Regions from separate parts of the Xenopus laevis genome. Here region 2 is linked to region 1. A link is a contact called in public Hi-C data. All regions are on one chromosome and are shown on one strand. The core of a region is the stretch at or near the end of the contact, and the rest is flanking DNA. Distances in the headings are between cores, read along the strand shown. Region 1 has its middle 15 kb from the start of XB5727110.L. Region 2 holds the start of dact1.L (dapper 1-B).

Evidence for each region. Hi-C and Micro-C count contacts between places; a contact is called where the count stands out from the background.
Region 2: a Hi-C map of the XTC cell line shows a contact between it and region 1, with 2.7 times the contacts expected there. The contact joins the promoter of dact1.L here to the enhancer-like site in region 1. A contact is called at or near these places in 2 of 4 Hi-C or Micro-C datasets (the XL177 cell line and the XTC cell line).

The regions. Positions count from the first base shown.
Region 1 is chr8L:94,546,762-94,549,461 of Xenopus_laevis_v10.1, reverse strand. No RefSeq gene overlaps it. Among protein-coding and RNA genes, the nearest start is that of XB5727110.L, 15 kb to the right of the region's middle. Within about 2 kb of position 1,286, at least 1 of the 7 cell types and tissues checked has an H3K27ac peak or open chromatin away from gene starts, as enhancers often do.
Region 2 is chr8L:94,778,216-94,780,918 of Xenopus_laevis_v10.1, reverse strand. It overlaps dact1.L (dapper 1-B), which reads left to right and starts at 1,387. Exons shown (of 4, transcript XM_018230727.2): 1 at 1,387-1,994. The coding sequence starts at 1,698.

The DNA.
Region 1 (2,700 bases), core at 37-2,536:
CAAATTAAAGTGAATGGCCATTTTTTCTTGTCCTGACTTATGTTGTCCAAATGCGTTTAATTCAATGGGCGTGTTTTCTTGCGGCGACGTTTTTGTCATGGTGAAAAAATTTGCAGATGGCGAAATGCGGAATTTCGCTGTGAATCCATGTCTACCAAAAAAATGTGATCATCGCTATACCAGTATCTGTATTAATTGTCGATCTTAGTATCACTATAGTCATGGTTATTATGCCTGTTCAAGAAGTCATCCAAGCCTCTGAATAATAGAATCTGTATTGCTGATCTCTTGTGCTCACATTATGGCTTTTCTTGTTCTGACCCCACACTAGATTTATCATATAAGAATTGTTGGATGCAAACAGTACCTGTGCTTTGATTTTAGATTAATTTAGCACAAAATACAACAATAGAGAGGTTGATAAACCTCTACAATACATTTACAACTACATTTACAAGAATTCATGAAAAATAAGATACGTTTTCTCCAGCCCATAACTGAGCTGAAATGTTCTATCAACCACTGAACTGAGCCTCTGAATGGGTCATACAACTGGTATGTAAAATATTTCCCCTATGCAAATATCTTTGTCAGTAATGCAGTTTTGTATTTACAAATACGAGAAAAAGCTGCCACATACCGAGCCATTCTACAAAGGATATAATCAGTATATCAATCACAGTTACAGGGGAATGTTCTTTTGGAGAATGTCTCCGCATTTACAAGCATTATGGCTGCTCCTTCTAATGTAAATGCAAATATGTAAGAAGAAATGTTTTGCACACAGGTGAAGCTGTGTCCAAATATTTTAATGTCTGTGTAAAGTAAAATAAATTGTATGTTTTGTGTTTAATGAACTAATTGTAGCTAATTGCAATTTCTATAGTGAAGCTTGAAATATTATTTTTTGAAATGCATCAGGATGTTTACAGTATTGTGTTATAGCCATAGCCCAAAACGCAAAAATAGAAGAGGATGATCGGAATATTTATTGAAAAATCATTCTTAACAGAGCCTGACACGTTTCCTGCAAACAGCATAGCCCTCCTCCAAAAAATGAATGTTGTAGAAATGTACTTCACTGCACCATTCTGAACCATAGCAAGCTACCAATGTACTTTCTACAATGCATCCATTATAGCTGCTAAATGATTCTGGTTCAAAACATTGTAGCTTTCTGTCAACACAGAGAAAGAAAGTCCAATTGATGGTATATTATTCCTACATTAGAGGAATAACAAAAGGCATGGCGAGGTGTGGCTGCAAACTAAATGTTTCATCAGTCACCAGCAAAACTGAAGACAAAGGAAAGCAGTAGGGCAGGGCTGCTCCCAAAGGCTGGGTACTGAGTTCTGTGTGTGGTTATGGGTTGACATCTAGTGGTGATTGGGAGTTACAACTGAACATCTTAAACAAATTAGGGTAGTGCAAGATAAAAGATGAAGGGAAAATGAAATAGGAAGAAAGGGAAACAAGATCAAACAGGAACTTGTTGGACATTGAAGAACATAAATTAGGGAATGGAAAGAGAAAAGGTGAAAATAGGAAAGGGGATGTGAACAATAATCAAGAAAGAAAAAGAACACATATAAGAATTAACGACAAGTATAAAAGAGCAGAAAAACAAGAAGGTTGAGAGAAAAAAGAGATCAATTGAAGGGTTATAGTGGACAAAGAGAATAAGACAAAAATAGAGGAAGGAAAAGTAGAACCCAGGTATACACAATACACAGTATAGTAAAAAGGCATCTGTGTAGTTGTGTTACAGTTGATGCAGTTGTGTTCATGATTGGGTGCTGCAGTTAAAAGATAGCTCATGAAGGAAAGTCTTTAGTATGTTCAAAACTGTCTGTGAACGTGTATGTGTGTCATAAGTGAGGGCATATCTGCTAAACTACAAATATGGCAAGAAAACTTTAGAAATTCAAGGGGAAAATTTTCAAAAAAGAAAAAAAAACACTTTCCCACTTCCCAGCATTAACTGGCATAAATGCTATGTGGCATTGTCATTCTCTTACACATATCAAAGATGGAGGAAGATCTTCAGCTGATCAGAAACCATCTCTTCTAGCTACATGGAGATATTTTGATTATATATACAGTATACAGGCATAGGATCCATTATCTGGAATGCTTGGGACCTGGGGTTTTCCAGATAAGGCATCTTTCTGTAATTAATATCACCACACCACAAGACTGCTAAAAACATTTAATCCCAATAAAATATAAAATAAAATATAGATGTATGCAACTTATTTAGGATCAAGTACAGGATACTGTTTTATTGAAGAGAAAATGGAAATGTTTTTTTTTAAAAAATAGAATAATTTGCTTAAAATTAACTCAACAGGAGATAGTTTTCCCATAATAATAGCTTTTTAGACAATGGATCACAGTAATGAAACAAATGGTATTATGTTTGCCCAGGTCTAGTTACCCACAGCAACCAATTATATATGTATGTGTTTTCAACAGTAAATGTTACCTACTGATCAGTTGCTATGGCTTACTAGACTAATTGCAAGACTTCTACTAGTTTTATTACATTACCCCAAGAGTGGGCTACAACCCTTTCTTGGTTTGTACAGACATTGAAATGAAATGAAAATATGTGAAGGTTTCAAATAATCTTTTTATTAATGCTAAAACTTTGTACATAAAATATTTACATTTCTGTGGTATTAAATATTCATGGTAAGT
Region 2 (2,703 bases), core at 138-2,637, 230 kb before region 1:
ACTAGCGTTGCTGCCTCCCTCCGGAAAGGTAAGCGGGAGGGGGTGGGGCGGCATTATAGGAGCCTCAGGCAGCTCTTTCATAAGAAACGTTGGTTCTATGATTTGTGGGCAGGTCTGGATTTGTGGAAAGGCCACCAAGGCCCGGGCCTAGGGCGCAGGATTTTAGAGGGTGACATTCTGCCCAACCGCACCCACATTGGTTCAGAAACACTGGGGATGCAAAGGATATATGATAGATTTTTAAATAAATTTAGATAAATTTGCCCAAATAAAGATGAGGGGACTGGGGCGACGAAAGGCAATGGGCCTACGCAGGCCCGGACTGGCAATCTGTGGGTTCTGGCAAATGCCAGAAGGGCTGCTATAAGGTGCTATAGAAAGTCAGTATTTAGTGGGCTGGTGGGGTCTGTTTGGGCCTCTTTATGGGCTGATTGGGCCACTGTGTACCTGAAATGCCAGGGCCTTTTTCAATTCTCAGTCCGGACCTGGGCCTACGGGTGCCCACTATGTAAATCCAGCCCCCTTTGTGGTACCTGCAAATCCACCCCCGCCCCTTATTGTGAGCCAACCCATAAAAATGACATGGAATATTACAATGGATCTGAGAAAGTGTATGTGTGGGGGGATTCTGCTGCCTAACCAGTTTTTTTTTTTTAACAAATGAGCAAATATTTTATTTCCTTATATGATACAAAGAAAGGAAGCAATAGCTTTCATGGAACTACCTCTCCCAGAGTAGCACACCGGCACCGTTCGGAACAAAAGTGGATTCCAGTCAGCGCAACAAACCTCGTGCCTGGATCTGGCTGTCAGTAATATACAGGATGGAGAGTTGGTGAATTACTGGGCTGAATGTATAATATAAGGGAAGCATTGTGACTAACATTTTATATTTAACCAGTGTTGGACTGGGATGCCAGGGGCCCACCAGAAAGCCTTAGACCTTGGGCCCACCAGAAAACCTAAAACAGTGAACCCACCAGAAAAAGTTAGACAGTGGATCTTTCCAAACTATTATTCTTCCTCTACTCACTCAATCTCTTTATTCTCCTAGTCTTTTATATATAGTTACAATATTCTCCCATTATTCAGCATTTTCCCCATAAAGAAATAGGGAAAAAAAAATAGGCCAAATGTTTAGAAACAAGAGGGTCCACTAACACCTGGGCCCACCGGGAGTTTTCCTGGTATCCAGGTGGGCCAGTCCGACACTGTATTTAACGAGTATTTTTTAATGAATGTTTTACCATTGCCTACAAATGAACGAACGGTGTGTGCTGTGTGGACTGCGCCATGTGTAATGCTGAAGTGAGAGGAGCGTCCGTCAGTGTGTGCATGCGGAGCACGGGGGGCGGGGTCGGACCGTGCGTGACGTAAGCGAAGGCTACTTAGCTTGGCTGGAGCCGCAGGACTGGTTGCAGAAGGATTGAGAGAGTAGAGGAGTGAGTGGCAGTTAGTCGTGCGGGGCTGTCATGAGCGCTTTCGCATTGCTTTGGCTCTGAGCAAAGATGGCACTCGCCCTGCGCAGGAGACGCTAAGTCGCAGAAGTTGATGCATTGTATCCGCTGATAAGTACTGGGAGTTTGGTTTCTTGCGGTATAGTGTGAGGATAAAGATCCCCGTCTCATTGGAGCGCCCTTGTACATCACTTGCAGCCTGGCTGCCGCTCTAGCTTGTGCCTCGCTCGTTCCCAGAGGATGAAGCCGATCCCCGCCGCCCCTGAGCCCCTGGGGCAACACCAGGACAGCCCCCGCCGTAAGGACAAGGGAGAGGCGGAATCGGAACGGCAGAGGACCCGGGAGCGCCTGGAGGCTACGTTGGCCGGACTCGCGGAGCTGGGGCATCTGAGACACCGGCAGGAGGTGCTGATAAAGAGCGTGCTGAGCCCCGGGACACGGACACACGGAGACGCTGCGGCACGGACGGGCGACAACCCGCGCAGCCTGGAGGAGAAGTTCCTGGAGGACAATATCTTGCTGCTAAAGAAACAGTTGGTAGGTGCCCGGGGGAGCAAGTTATAAGGGGATCTAGTCGGCTCTAAATCTCCTCACTGGATTATATTCTACAACTACACATACCTACTGCTGCTGCTGCACATTCTATTCGCTGCACATGTACTAGAGGCTGCACATTTAACTCACTATATACATAAGGCTGCACTGCTGCCACTATAATTCCAGGCAAGGACTGTGTGTGACATATTAGTCGCATGTAGACTGCCTGGATCATTTCTTAGCCCTGACTGACCTCCCCCAGCTGATCCCCCCCCCCATAATATGTTGATCTCATTACCCATACACAAGACATTTCCAACCCCTGTCTCTGTGTGTATGTATGTATATATGTGTGTGTGTGTATATATGTGAATGTGTGTGTGTATGCAGCCTATGAAAGCCTCTGACTTCAGACTTTAAATCGTGTGGAAGGGAGTCGCTCTGTATAACGGACTTGCTTTCTCGTATAATGACTCGATTTGCAAGAGCAATTAGTGACACCGTGCAACCACCAGGGGGCAGCCTCACACCCGCACTTTGCCTCTGAATGAAACTGCCTTTGTCAATCGGCTGCTGTGTCAGATGGAAGGAAAACCAACAGGGGCTCTAATCGACACGTTTAAGGAGCTTAACCCTTTCAGCCTCCCTTGTTTGGCTCTCTAGTCATTTTGTAATTAGCAGAACCCAGTGGGTAGCCCTATTACAGGAT